Linked DNA regions of Drosophila melanogaster: all the other regions are linked to region 1. A link is a contact called in public Hi-C data. All regions are on one chromosome and are shown on one strand. The core of a region is the stretch at or near the end of the contact, and the rest is flanking DNA. Distances in the headings are between cores, read along the strand shown. Region 1 holds the start of mnd (minidiscs). Region 2 holds the start of upSET (upSET,). Region 3 holds the start of CrebA (Cyclic-AMP response element binding protein A).

What was found. Hi-C and Micro-C count contacts between places; a contact is called where the count stands out from the background.
Region 2: a Hi-C map of the Kc167 cell line shows a contact between it and region 1, with 2.3 times the contacts expected there. A contact is called at or near these places in 2 of 107 Hi-C or Micro-C datasets (the Kc167 cell line and eye imaginal disc).
Region 3: a Hi-C map of the S2 cell line shows a contact between it and region 1, with 3 times the contacts expected there. A contact is called at or near these places in 3 of 107 Hi-C or Micro-C datasets (the Kc167 cell line, the S2 cell line and eye imaginal disc).

The regions. Positions count from the first base shown.
Region 1 is chr3L:14,982,426-14,987,584 of dm6, reverse strand. mnd (minidiscs) reads right to left here and starts at 2,485. Exons shown (of 5, transcript NM_168601.3): 1 at 2,431-2,485; 2 at 1-3. CG5114 reads right to left here and starts at 4,750. Exons shown (of 3, transcript NM_140474.4): 1 at 3,795-4,750; 2 at 3,465-3,672; 3 at 3,099-3,374. The coding sequence starts at 4,650. The coding sequence ends at 3,161. CG3349 reads right to left here. Exons shown (of 2, transcript NM_140473.3): 2 at 5,153-5,159.
Region 2 is chr3L:13,999,249-14,004,407 of dm6, reverse strand. upSET (upSET,) reads right to left here and starts at 2,281. Exons shown (of 8, transcript NM_140424.2): 1 at 2,107-2,281; 2 at 993-1,215. Nprl3 (Nitrogen permease regulator-like 3) reads left to right here and starts at 2,528. Exons shown (of 3, transcript NM_168570.1): 1 at 2,528-2,618; 2 at 2,764-2,915; 3 at 2,975-5,028. The coding sequence starts at 2,782. The coding sequence ends at 4,673. CG17359 reads left to right here and starts at 5,157. Exons shown (of 1, transcript NM_140422.3): 1 at 5,157-5,159.
Region 3 is chr3L:15,533,133-15,538,291 of dm6, reverse strand. CrebA (Cyclic-AMP response element binding protein A) reads right to left here and starts at 2,897. Exons shown (of 6, transcript NM_206374.2): 1 at 1,837-2,897. The coding sequence starts at 1,890.

The DNA of each region.
Region 1 (5,159 bases), core at 1,236-3,735:
GCTCTATATATTTAAAGACGATAAGGTATTAGAATCCACGTGGTTCTATCATGTTCATCTCTTCGAATCAAGATGAGATTGGGTATTATGAAATTTGGGAAACCGAAAAACCGGAAGATCCGACAGAATATCGGATGGAACGCACTGCTCGCGACGCGCTCTGAGTTCAAACTAAGTTTGGAATACGAATTTACCCCCCTTTATGAGCAAAACGGCTGTCGCTCGCTCAACTTGGGCTTTGCATTTGACTGGTTTTTTTTTTTATTCCATTTAGGTAAGGCGGCGCGGAAAGCAGCTGCTGCTCTCTCGCGCTCTTTTGGGCCATAAACATCTTACCTGTTACCTGCCAAACCAACTTTCCACCGAAACATGCGGCAAATCGCATGATGCAAGACGCCTCAAACATTTCGCTAGCCAAAGAAGTTTGAGAAGTTTACGATTGTGTGCCAAAAATAAAGCACGTGCGGTCGCCTAAGAGAGAGTCGCCGGCAATCTCTTAAGTTAGTTTCTCTTTCGCCTTAGTCATTGACCTTTTGTTTGGGTCCTAAATATGTGCGCATTTTGTCGAAATCTTTAGCCACTTTGTTGTCACTGGCTATCCCATGTGCCAAAAGACATTAGCTCAATGATTTGTTTAAGCCTTTAATTGCACCTGATTTAACGGCTTTGTGGGACAAATACTGCAAGTGAAACTTGCCACAAACTATTTGTGTGCACAATAATTGTAACAAGGTTAAATGTCACATTGTGTTAACACGGAATAAAAGCTTTCGATAGGAGAGATGACCGTAAACTAAATACAATACAATTAATATCGTTCGATTGCAAATCAGGCTAATATATGATCATTTTAAGACAGTTTAGAATATTTGTTTGAAATATGTATATATGAAATATTGTATATGTATCCCTTAGGCAATGTCTACTGTATGCGCGGCGATTTCCGGTAAAATTGTAACTTCAAAAATGAGGAAGTCGTTGATAAGAAGCCGCAATCCCAGTTAATCTAATACTTTTTTTCTTTTACTGTAACTGTAAATCAAATATCAATTAATTTTACAGCCGTTTGTGTATGGAGATTTATGGGGCTAACCGCAGCTGAAGAGAGTTACGGATTAGTTAGTTAGATTACCCAACGGAGACCCCATTTAATATAAGGCTTCTTTTGTTGCTCATTTGACGACGATTACTCCAATGGATTCGGCGGTCTTTTATGCGCCAAAATGCTCATTAATGCAAACCGAGCGACTTTTGTTAAACACTTGAGCGGATTATCATGAAGTGTAGTTTCGTTGGTGGATTGTGGGGTGGGGGGTGGGTATGGATCATCGCCAGGCGCGTGCATTTGACATTTCAAACTGTGATAATTCAATTGTGTGAATCGTGAACCTTTAGTGCCCGACCGACTGACTGGCTATATGGATTAGCAGCTGCCCATCTTTACCTCCCTCGCGACCGCCATAAAAACTACTACAAATAATAAACAAAGCAAGTGTAGCGCCTCCGCTCAGTTTAGTGGCTCAGCCAGCGGGATGGGATCATTTTGGATACGTAGAGCTCCTCTGGTAATCTAATTGTAAAAGAGACACACAGGGCGCTGTTTTTTTTTGTATTATTCGCCGGTGTGGTGGTGTCGCCACAGCCACAATTACAGTGCTTTCGGTGGATCAGTTCGGGCCCCCGTTTGTGGTTGATTAACTGTGATTTCGTGTGACTTTTATTGTCGCCTCGTAGCTGCGGGATATCAGCTTTAATACACTTTCGGAGGGTATTCTAGCTATAAGCTCAAGAAGAAGGATATGGACATATACATGTCATTAACATCTATTGATTCATCAGATTTCAATGTTTATTCAGACGGATGTCTTAACTAGTTGATTAATTTTTAAAATATATGATCTTTTTTAAGTTTAATTTTATTTTATTCTGCTATTTTTGAATTTTTCATTTCAATTTGATTGTAATTTTAATAAATCGGATATGATCACTTTTGCACAGGATTTGTAAATTCTCTCATAGTTTTTATAGGGTATTCCAATTTTAGAACTCAAAATTAACCCTTTCTTTCTTGTTACTTTTTTTTAACTCCCCCGCGCCGCACTTAATGTGTATATTTTGAAAAAGAAAAATATGATGGATCACTTCCATATGCAATTTTCGTTAATATTTCGGTGAGGCTTCATCATATAATGCCACGAGTCATAAGTTTTCGTGATTACCATTCCACAGGGTAATATAAATGTACTCAAACTTGCGAATGAACATTGTAAGTTTTATTTATAGCTGCAGAACTTTGTGCTATTGCTTTATTAAATTTAATGTAATTCAAATATTCACTCGCTGCGCTTTAAATATTTGCTTATGATATTTTCACGCAGTTAAAATCCCTGGGAGACTACGTTTTGAACCGTTTCAGCATTATTTTTTTACCCGATAGAGGGAGAACCGTTACCCATTCGCACTGATAACCCGATGCAGACTGAGTCGAGAATTCCATCCGTGGGTCGCTCTTCCGAAAAAGCTTTAATAATATAATACAACAGAAAGGTAAATAAATATGTAAATCTGAAAATTCGTTTTCATTTTTTAGACAATTGTTCGCCTTTGTGTGCGTGTATGTGTGTGGATGTCGGAGGTGAACGACAACCGACAAACAAAAACATAAACAAGTGTTTGTCTCTTTGGATGTGCTCCCAATGCAATACGCATGTCACATTCTCCCTAAGAGAACCAGATATTGAAGAGAATTCGTTGCAGTTGCATTTAGAATGCACTTACTTCTCATATACGCTTCCGATTAAAACCATAGTTCTGACCCATTAAAAAGTTAAAAAACAATAATTCTTTTCCTAACCCAAATTGACAGCATGAAATTAAATTTCCTTACCAATTTACAAAAACTTCAAATAGTATAATATTCTTGACACAATGCAAAAAAACCGGAATCCTTTTCAGTTCTATTTTGTTACCCCAAACTGTAACCTTCTTTGTGTGTTCTATCTTTAGTCAGCCCTGTGCCTCCCCCCTTTTTCTTGTACATATATGGGGCAAGTGTATCAGGACCGCCACATGGGTTCATTGCACCAGGCTACTGAGATAAATTTTAATATGTATTTACTATTTACATATATATAGCACAGTACAAAACTTTAAAACCTAACTAATCGCCCAGCGCCGGCACCTTGAATATCTTGGCCGTGTTGTCCTCGGATACCGTTAGCAATAGATTTTCCTGAGGCTTGTAGACAAACTCGTAGATGTGATAGTAGTGTCCCGTCAGCGTGAATTTCAGAATTCCTGTGCGTGCGTCGAATGCGTTCAGATTTCCCTGCGAGGTGGCCGCAAGTATCGTGTGGTCGTTCAACCATTTGATCCTGGAATAATTAATGCAATTAGTAAGCAACAACCAAATTAAAAGTTAAATCAAAGTTATAATATTTTTTACAGTTTTATGCGGTGCTCACCTTATGACAGCATCATTGGGAACTGGATTTTCGCATATGGTACGCAACGCTGATTTGGCATAGTCCCAGATGGATATCCTGCCGTCCAGCGAGCCACAGGCAAAGAGCTTTAGATCCGCCGAGGAGGGAGCAAAGGCCAGACACTCAATTCCGTGTTCCGACTGGATTGTGCTAACCGGACCGTTGTTAGTGCAGAACAGCATTTTTCCTGAACGAAAATAAATCTATTAGTTGCCGTTTATATGCAATGGAGAACATGATTGCTTTTACTAATAGTTTTGTTATGGAAACTGGTATTATACCGAATTCCTTTACCACTGGAGCACTCACCGGACGCCTCAGCGCAGACGTAGAAGGGCGATTCCCTTTCGCAGGCCACCACCGCGTGCGTGATCTCGCCGAAACCCATTGGATGCGATTCGTTTACGTCAATGAGCACCTGACAGCTCTTGAGATCCCACAGCTTTACGGATCCGTTCACGTAGGCCGTGAACAGCTTTTTGCCATCCCCACTGAGCTCTCCGGACTCGCAACGCGAAGATTGTCCCGGCAGGATTTTGCATTCACCGCTGGGTATGCGGAAAACGAAGACCTCTCCGCTGTCACTACCCGCCAGCAGGATGTGGGCAGCTCGATGCCAGAAGAGCCAGGACATGTCGCTCATGGAGTACTCCCAGATTTTAGTCAGGATCGGACGTTCGTCGTGCTTTTCACTGACCTTGAAGACAAACAGATCGCCGGCTAGATCACCGGTGGCCAAATAGACGCCGTCGTGACTGAAATGCGTTTCCGTGACGGTGTCCTTGTGCTCCGTGATCTCGTAGAGGACATCGCCGGTGGAGGTTTCCCAAACGAAAGCTCGATCGTCCTCGCTGCCCGTCACCGCCCAATTGTAGTTGGGATGCAGACTGCAGGCGAAAACAGGAGCGGTGTGCTTCTTGAAAGTGACCGTAGCTTCGTCCGTGATGGCTGCTATTCTCTCACGGTCACGTAGCTCCTCCTCGTCCTCCTCTTCATCATCATCGCCACCGGCCATTGCAAGCCGGGCCTCCAGTTGCTCCAGCGTCACCTCCTCCAAATCGTCGTCATCTTCGTCCAGCGGCTGCTCCTCCAGCTCAATTATCTCCTGGAGTTCGTCGTCGCCGTCATCGAAATCTGGCCGGTGTGGCGGTGTGTTGTCACGCATTCCTATTCTCTTAATGGTCCAAATAGCAAGTTAAGCTGCATAAAAATAACAATTAAATGAATGTATCACACGTGCTAGAAAATCAATGGTCTGGCAACTCGTTCGCCAATGTTTTTTAAACATCGATTGCTTGTTGGGACTATCGACTTCGTCGATTATTTTTTTAGCCAAAATACAGTGTTGCCAAATGTCAAAAATTGAGCGGAATTTTCAAATTGAAGCGGGCTATGCTGACACGTTCATCTTGGTAGTAAAACGTAAGCAGGTTTCATGATAAAATCAAACTATATTTTGGGGGTGTTATTTTTAATTCATTTAATGCAACAACAAATTGCAATAACGAGGAAGCCGATTAGGAACTCTAAAGTAAAGGTTTATAGGTTTGACCTAAGATGTATTGAAATTTGTTTTTACTTTGCGTTTGTTTGATCCTTATGCACAAATGAACAAAAGATGTTCTTAAAGCTTAATTATATTTAACGATGTTAAAAATGTCATTAAGCAAGTAC
Region 2 (5,159 bases), core at 1,032-3,531, 980 kb after region 1:
GAAAATAACGAAAGCCGAGCGCAGGCAAAAAGTTGTCTATCAACTTTTGCTTTCATTTTGTGGCGAAAATTCGCGCGTACAAAGCACAAGGCATAAATAACAATTGCAAAAATCACGTATGCGCAAAGAGCAGAACAGGAACATTCGAGCAATGCCTGTAAGCGAGAGCGAGACCACCATAGCTCTCCCCACACACACACTAACACTTAGCTATGTTAACTGCGGCCAACTTCACGGCGTACAGGCGTGTAAACGCTGGAGCACGCAATAAAAAGTTTGACGAAAACAGGGCGAAAGAAAATAAAATAAAAACTATATAGCTCTGTGCTAACATTCTGGATAATGGGAACAACATGGCGTCGTCGATATCGTTCAACTAATTCTCATCAACTTTAATTTCACTTTGCGGTCGATTTGTTGTTAAGTTTTTCCGACTAGCTGATGCGCATGTCAAAATTTTGGTAGAGACAACAAAAACACTGCACGGCATACACATTGCAATCCAAATGCGGAGGGGTGTGCCAAATCGAAATATGATTTTAATACTGATTTAGATAATCTCCTTAGAAACTCGAGCAAAACAAACTAAAAACAACTTGAAATTTAACAAAACAATTGCTTCGGGTTGGCAACTCTGTGCGAGGGGCATAATACGCACATCTACCTTCACGTTGCACAAAACGGAATCGAAAGCAAAACAAATGAACCCGCAAAGCTGTGCGAGCGAGCACGCTATACTGACGGTTAGTTGAAAAAAGAATATGCAATCAAATATGGCGACACACAGTATGCAAAAAAAAAAACCATACAAAATCGACGCATCAACAAATGAAATATTTATTTAACTGGCTCGACTCAAAATAAAATCTGAATTTCATATATATGTGATCCAATAGATATGTATAACCCATTCGACTGTATATTTTTCGATTCAAAATATTTCCGATTTGGGCGCGCACTCACATACAAACACACACACTAGTTTTACTCACCGTTTACTCTGTTATTTTGAATTTTCACTTCATTTTGCACAACTTAATTTAATTTAACGACAAGCTACGTGGTTTATTTTTTATTTCGAAACTTTATATTTCAATTTTATAAATACAAATTAAATTTGTATACACTTTAACACTGGTTCTTTTTTGTTCCGTTGCACATTGTTGATTTGCAGCATTTAAGTGATGGCGCGACGTTGTTTCGAACGTTTACTACCTGCACAAATTAAAATGTTTCTACTTTGATTAATCAATTTTATTATTATTAATACCGTATGGCACAAGAAGCAGAAGACAAAACGCGCAGGAAAACACATAAACTGGGATTGCTTAAGACGTGTGTAAGAGCGAGACGACCAGTCGGTTTGAGCAGACCATATAGCTAGTGTGACCGTTCTAGCCTATGGACAAGACATGCCAACTGACTATTATCGCCTATTTTATTTTGTTCGCCTGCCCTGCTTCTTCTTCTTGGTTTTTGTGTTGCGCTGTTTCCCTGTTTAGCCTATTACTACTGCGCCTGGCCATTCCGAAATGCTGTACGTACATATTTCGATTTCGCCTTTCCGCCTATTCGTTGATACCCACACAAACGTATATCTGTGCATGCCTTTCTACGTAGGTATGTGTAAAATCTATACACACGGATGTTGGCGCACATATACACAAAAAGTAAAATAGTTATGTTATTAACTATTTAACCACAAGCTATTTACATTTTAGGCACTTATTAATCCTATTTTCCAAAATACAAGGAATAGATACAGAAACGAAGACATAGTAGAAAAACAAACCTACAAGTAAATGACAATTAGTTGAAATTAACTTATTGGCCACCATACTGCCGAAGAGTGCGAAACTAATTCAGAAGCGAACCACTCAGCCAAGTAAACTATATTTTTTTGTAGAATTAGTTATACCTCTCCTACACTCACACAAATATTATATATATGTATATATAGACCGCGGCTAGTACACGTTTAGCGTCGTCTCGCTCCCACCTACGATCCGCACGTATTTTGCCTCTCACAATGTGTGTGTTTTCCTCTTTTCCAACACGCTAATAAGAAATCGTCATTTTTAAAAGTGCTTTTACAGCCAAACTAACATGTTTCACAGGGGAATTTCATAGTTCTGCGATTGCCGCGTTCGCATACTACGCTCCCAGTTATTTTCACAAATTTTTTGTTGACGTTTCGAGCACAATTTCCACACGTTTTGCTCACAACTTTCCGCTTCTAAAAAATTAGAGACTGACCAACCGAAGACGGTCACACTACAGCGGAGCGATAGATCGTTATCGCTCGACCAGGGATCCTATACTATTAGCCTTGCCGATATATATTTATTTATATAGTAAGACCGTTTTTCGTTTAGTATTTTTTAGTTTTTGAATATATTATCTAAGGTATCTATGGTAAATTTAAACGATTTAAAAAAATTCCATTGCGTTGCATTTATATTATTGTTTCGCCTGCAAAATGAAAACTGACATGACTACTATTTTAAATAAGTTTTTGGTATTTTATGCAAACTAAAAGAGAGCCACACTGCTGTAAATATATTTTATATTTTACATTTATTTACTTTGCTTCCATTTCTCAATGAAGTCAAATTGAGGTACTAATAAATAAATAAAGAGTTGTTGAGGTAGTTTCTGTAGCAAACTACGATTTATAAAGTATTTTTGAAAACATAGCCAACTATTTGTTGACCCTGACCCCAGTTGATAATGCAAATGTTCATATTTTAATTTACATAAAAGGGGAAGTGTCTGTGTGCCATGGAAACTAATGTGAATCCCCTGGCCGTAATCCTGGTTTACTTCGATAGCAAGGGGGATCGGTTACTGTACAGGTATCCGTACCAGACTCTCGGCCAAACGGAGGTGGCCAACGACGAGCAGCGGAAGTCCAGGTACTACCTATTAATTCAAAGGGCACTCAGCTTGACTATACCGATTTATTCAATCACAGAAAGCGCAATCCCTATGCCGTGGCCAATACGGACGATCTGCTGCAGACACCCACCCACTTGGGTGCTGCCAAGAGCCAAGGACAACTGCAGGGATTCGCAGATGAGGTCCTGTCCGCTCTGTTTGCTGTTAAACCACAGCTATGCAACCAAAAGTTTGAACTCAAACTGAACGACGTACGCTTTGTCAGTCATCCCACTCTGATACCGCAAAAGGAGCAGAGAAGTGGTCCAATGGCCAAGCAACAGATGCTCATCAACATTGTTTTTGCGCTGCATGCACAGGCCAGCTACTCGATTGTTAAGTGCTACCACGAACTGAGCAAGCGCCTTGGACTGGCGCTGAAGTTCGAGGAGCAGCGCAGTGGCTATCTCACCGAGCAGACGGCTCAAATGGCTCGCACACACGACGAGCAGCAGCAACAGCCGCTGGAACGCACACTGGAGCTGATTGCAGAGCGCTGCAGCTTGGCACAGGCCTTGCGCTCCATCTTCCATGATCTATGCACCACTGGACTGCTGAGTACCTCGCTGAATCACAACCTAACGTTGTGCTTCTGTCTGCCCGCTAAGGCACACCAGCTCCATAAGAAGGGCAGCATGGTGGATCCAGAGACCATAGATCGGTGCCTTCGTGCACTGAAGCCCTATCATGGCATGTTGCTGCTGGTCGACTTTGCCGAATTGTTGGACTGCGTTCCACCGACTGGGGCACGCATGCTATGGCAGCTAGTCGACGTCTACGACCCACTGATCAGTCTGCAGAGCATGTCCTCCAATGCAGACTTGAGTATCGAGCATGTTTATAAGCTCGTCTCGCATTTGGTCTACTGGGCTAAGGCAACTATTATTTATCCACTCTGCGAGACAAATGTCTATGTGATCGCGCCGGATGCACCATTGCACACCAAGTCCCACCTGGTGGAGAAGTTCTCGGCCCGTTTTGCCGGTATGTCGCTGTTCGAGGTGATCTCCGATTTTTCATTGCCCACTTCAATTGGACACTTAACCACGCCACTGCAGCAGCCAGCGCGACAGGGTATCCTCGCACAAATGGTGATTTGGATGCTGCAGCACCATTTGCTCATGCAGTTGCACACGTACGTTCAGTTTATGCCCAGCGAGGATGAATTCGGAGATTCGGCCTCCTGCAGCAACCATCTAAGGGATGCCATTAGCGATGAAGAAGGAGACCAAGAACCAGATGCGGACGAGTTGCATGGCTCCATGCTTAGCATGTCCAGTCATCCGTTGCCAGTGCCAGCGGTATTGGTGGGCGGACATCGTCGTGAGGCGTCCGAGGACCATTCATCACTGGCCTCGGACAACATCGCCGTGCAGCCATCATCCAGCCACAAGTCCAATTTCAGCATCACCGCCTCGATGAGCACGGACAATTGCGACAGCCTCGATTCCATGGAGGATGAGCAGAAGCTGAAGGAGCTGCTACAGGTTTTCAGCGATGCGGATCGAGCCGCCATCCGTCGAATTCCCGCCTCTGCCAACGTGGATGATCTATCTCTGCTTGTGAAGCTGTATCAGATGGGTTACTTTAAGAGCGAGCATCATCTGGAGGAGATCATGTACTTCGAGAACCTGCGACGTTCGCAACTGCTGCAATTGCTTGATAAATTCAGGGATGTGCTTATCATTTACGAAACCGAAGATCCTGCAATTGCATCCATGTACAATACCAAGTAGAGTTTGGGACGAATTTGCATTCCTAGATTTTAATGTTGAATGTTTTTGTTTAGTTTTTGAATATAATCTATAAAATAGGTATGCATCTAATTTTGTAAAGTTTGCGAAGCAAATCAATTTACGCTTGTAGACTACATATTTTGTTATTTATTTGTACAAGCAAGTTCTTAAGTTCAATTCAATTATTGTCAAACTATGTTTTTCCGTGATTTCATACAAATTCAAAAAATTACTCATATTCAAAACAGCGTTACATTTTAAGCTTCGCGCCCATTGTACAGCTTTAAGGTATATCGATAAGTGGGGAATATTCTGATGCTCTAAGAGCCAGATTAAAATAAAATATTTAAAAAATACGAAAAACCCATTTTTAACTTAAAAAAACAACTTTAAATCATAAATCAAAGCTGATAAATTAATAAGATGCGAAGCACAGCTGATTATTCGGTATTTTTTTGTTGGTATATTCCAGTGATTGGTATTTTA
Region 3 (5,159 bases), core at 1,648-4,147, 550 kb before region 1:
CTTTTCTTTTGTGCTCGCCCAGCAGAGCTTCCTCTACACAGCGCGCAAAAGTTGAGAGCGAAAATTTATGAAACATATTATACAAATTTATCGTTATAAAGAAAGCGACAGAAATTTTAAATTACGTTGAAATGTATTACAATTTTTTTGTTGTATTGAATCCGTTGCTTTTTAAAGCTAATTTTTATCAAAGTGAAAAACATTTTATTTATTTATACTTGAACCCGGACCATTTCTAAGAAAAAATCACTAAGTACGAAAAAAAACGACGTTATTAATTGAAACTGATACAATTATTGTAAGTATCTACTAAATTTGATTTTGATCTGTTTTTTTTTTTTACCGTGTACAACAGCAAGAACAAGTGAAACGGACGGACTTGGGCTGAATGGACGGGCGGACGACATGTATTCATTACTGTTTCCGCAGCGATAAGCAATAGACGACGGCATCTCCATCTATGAGTACTCCGCAAATGAAGCTCAGCCCGGCACATACTCATTTCATTATATTGAAACAATTCACGATTGCAGTACGACGAGTAGTTCAAGTTGCGGGGGTGATAGTGAATGGAACTACGACGACAAAACAACCGAAACAGAAATCGTTCGCTAATGATAAATTTCTTTTAATTTCTTGGAAAACTTCAATTATCATTATCGCCACCCAAGACAAAACAACTTTGTAGGACAGCGAAACTTCTAAGTTATGAACAGAAATGTTTCCTGAATGCCAGATATAGTCGCAGTCGCTTATCAAAAAAAACCATGTAAATTGATATATTCGAACACAAAAAGTCACTAAAAATTGTCTTTCTCCCAAAACGAGCACGTAACTGCCAAGATAAAAAGCCTTGAAAGCTGCCTTTTCCTTTCGGCACTAGAGGGTTTGTTTGATTCGGTCGTATCGGTCGTATCTATTTGGCAAAGTTTTTTTTTTTTTGTTTTTCTATTGAGTAATGCCATTGGGTTCGGCAATCCAAGAACGTCCTCCACGAAAATGAAACCAAAACTGTGATTCTGGGTGTGTTGTATATTACGGTGTCTGATGTCTGGAAGCCGGGCAGTTCGATTAGATTCTGGTTTGTTTTTTTCACTATACGGTTATTTTTTTTTTTTTTACATTCGAAATTTTGGTGGTGCGGTGAGCGGACATTTTTATGAGGTGGCTTGGGACAGGTTTGATCGTAGGCCAGTTTGTCGGTGATCGGTATTCTCTCAGGTGATCGCATACATATACATATAAATGCGAACCACTTAATATGCAGAGAAAGAAAAGAAAACTGGCTAAATTCCGTGGGACCCTGGAGATCGAAATTCGTTTCTTCATTTTCCTTTTCTCAAATCGATCATCATACTTAGAATTCAGCTCATGAATAAGTTCACGTTTTTTCTCCCCAACTGATAAGCTTAATGTGGGTCATTAAAGTGTTTTTCTTTAGATTTTTTAAAATGCAATTTCGTTTCGTGGAAGCACGACTCTTGCATGTTTAAAATGTACACCGAAATGACTTAATAATCGTATTGAAGATGTCTCTGTAGTCAAAGATCGAAGTTCAAGGAGTTCACCAAGTTTAGTTGGGGCATTGCCACATAAAATTTAGTGAGCTATAATATACATATAAGAGCTACCAATGTATATCTCGGACATTTTCTTATCGTTGCGTTCGAGTTGTCGGCTTTAACTTTCACATACTCGTATAGCCCATATCAAGCATACCTGCTGTAATAAAAGCTCTCAAGTATCAATGGTTCTGTTCTGACTGATATAATATGGGGGTACAAGTTGCTTTTCGCATTTTTAATTGTGCTCGGGAGTGGTAATTTGAACACTTACCGGATCTAAGTCGGAGTCCCATATATCTTTGAGGTCGCCATCGTAGAATTCCATGGTTGGCGCTAGTCAGATGCGCTCTAAGAACTCTTTTAGTTGTTTTTTTTTTATTGCGGTTCGGGGATGGTGTGGTATGGTTTAATTCGGTTCCACTCGGTTGCAGTCACACTAATTTTTCTACTTTAACCCACTTAAGAACTGTCTTCTTATAATTTTTGTAGTTTATGGTATTATACTATTATTTTTATACGATTTTGCTGACTGAAAAGTGGCTCTTTCTCCGCTCTTTCTCTTTCTTTATACTTTATCTTCTTTATTCCTCGTGCGCTCTTCTACCTCTCTTTCTCTTTTATTTTTTACTTTACTTTTTTTCCGTAAAGAACAGTTCTGGGTGATGACTGTTGGTTGCTTCTTTATAACACTTATTAAGGGGAAACCTGTTGCTTCCAGAGAATGTTTTCACTTGACATTGTTATAGTCTGCGTGTGTGTGTGTGTGTGTGACTTTTTCGTTTGTATGTGTATACCGGGCATTCATTCGTATTGGTTGTGGTATTTGGGGTGTATCTGTGTACGGATCTAACTTGGTTTACAACTGTCGGCTGGATTTAACTTGTTGCATGCGCTTTTCTCGTCGGATTATATTTGGCGTTAACATTAATTGAATTATTAACTTTTTTCCCGATTCGGAAACGAAACACTCGATTTTCATAGAAAATAGTTATTATATGTATGTTTAGATTCAACGTTGATAACCATATAATTTTAGTTTATTTGATTTTTCTTTTCGCTGTACTGTGTTTTGGACTCGATTACGATTTCAATTGATTTAATTGAATTTTTTGATGTGTTTTGTGTGTGAATGGGCAGTAAACCGCTTTAGAAATGGCTTTGCTCGGCCCGTGTATAATAGCATTTAATATGTGTAGTTAATATCGTTAACTTTAGCAATAATATTTGTATGTTTGGATGTATGGGATGGTAGCACACAATTAGAATAAACTGTCCGTAGTGCGACTGCAGCCAAAAACGGTACTAAACTAAATGTCGGTGAAATTCTTGTGAATGCGAACGAACGAATCGAAACGTCAGTCCTCTGCTGACGTCGCTGCCGCCGCTCAGTCGCTCTCTTTTCCGCTACAACGCTTTGTCTCTCTTCCGCACGTATAGCGCTCTCTTTCCGTCTATCTCTTTGTCTCTCTCTCTCTGCGCTTATAATGCCGGCAATTTCAGAATTTCATACAGAAAACCTCGAACAATTGATACTTTTGTAATAAAAAAAATAACAAATTTAAATTAAGGATATGATGAATTGATGTTTCCTCATTAAAATGAGAAGAGAAAAGGTACAATAAATGGCCTAAATATACTCTTTCAATTTGAAAAGATCGCTACAAAATAACATCGTATTTCTAATATCCTGTGTTAATAGTGTTATTGATTCGTTAATCTACGGGAAACGTTTGGGGTTGTTGCTTTTCGTTCCCAAAGGTCAACTAATCACATACCTTATGTTACATTTGCTATAGTTTAATTGAATTTATTGACTTCTTAACGTGTTTGGGGTAGTTGTAACTGAAGACTGAAGCCGTGTACTATACATTTCAAATATTGTATTCCCATGGTTCTTGGCCACCAATCTACCCTTGATACTGTGTAACATGCGGGTTAGCCGGCATCGAATCCGAATCCAAATGCGATAGTATCCGACTCTCTCCCGAAAAGCGTGCTCTTAGTGAAACTTTCACGCTCTTTGGGGTTTCGAGAAGTGAATGTAAGTTGATTGTCGTAAGCCGGCTTTGACGTCGTTTTGAGACCGGAGATCGGAGACCAGGGGCCCGAGATTTGAGATTTGAGACCCGGAGCCGCATAGGAAAGGAAAACAAGTTTCTTCCGACGCTATGGGCTGCGTCGACGTCAGCGTTGCGGCAACATTTGTTAACCTGTTTTTTATTATAGATTTTGTGTTGTTGCTGCGAGTATTTGATTTGGCCCGAATGCACGATGGAATAGGACGGGGGGTGTACCCCGCTCTGCAACCAGACCCGACTTTGGCTGCTGCCGCTTGGTAACACTCGCTCCGTTGATCTTGTCAACTTGACCAAGTTATTTGAACTATGCACATGTGCAGACCATAGAGAGTCGGGCCATTCCAACACAGGCGGGCCAAGCCGAGTCATTTGAAGGCTGTTTGCCGGAGCTGGGAGCCAAGAGTTTTGTTCGGAGATCTTTGAGAGCCAGAGCCTATGGATATGGATATGGCTGTGGGGATCTTTGGGGCCTGGCCTGGACTTATGCTGCTGCTGCTGTCGCTGCTGTTGCTGCTGCTGCTGCTGCAATGCTGCGACGACGGCGACGACGCAAAGTGAATGTACTTTCAAACCAAAGATCCGGTTTAAAGCTGCCCGGGCAACAGATACAGCGCAGACAAACGACGATGACAACGGCGATGTTTTCACAAAAACGCTTGTGTAATACATATGGAGAGGCATAGGTATATGACTATAGCTCCGTGCTCCGTGCACGTCATGTATACCCCCGCTGAAAATATACACACAGCTCTCGGCCACTAATTTCTTGTTTGTTGACGTGATTTTATTGTATTCATTTAAAAATTTCAAATTTGAAAATCCCCAATATGGCTTACACCACATAGTAAATTGGCTGGGCCAACAAGACGCCTCTGAGAGGGATCAGATCATTGGTGCGCCCTTCTTTTTCGTCGCTGAGTACATTGATTTCTCCTTTCGTTTGGTCGTAGTGGATTTCCCTGAATTATGACACAGATATTTGTGCGCTGTATTCGATATAGAGAAGAGCGTTTTGTTCGCACTCACTTCCAAAAACATTTCGTTACACTTTCTAATTGGGAAAAAGGTTAAGATGATCTTGTCAAAGTTGATCGATTCCATGGCTTCACATCAATTGACTCTCGGTGTCAATTTAAGAGGTTTATGGTAAATTTGCAAGGGTAGCCTTTCCCTTCTTGTTTCAAAATTTTGTGTATATACGCGCACATACTTGAATCACAATCCCATCAACAACATCATCAATGTGCATTGTGAGTGTATAAACAGCCCCATGAATCGACTAAGTGTGCGAGTGTTTTGTATTTTACACGGAGAGAAAGAGGACATTATTGATAATTTTACTTAACATCAAGATCGAAAGATCTGAAAGCTTAATGTACAGTTTGTAGTTTTGATAACAAATATATATGAATTAATAAAAAAGATTGTGAGCCAGGGTGGGATTTGAGCTCGGACAACATGCCTATATTGATTGTCGAATCGTTTCCGTTAGTAAATAACTTCACTTTATTCACTT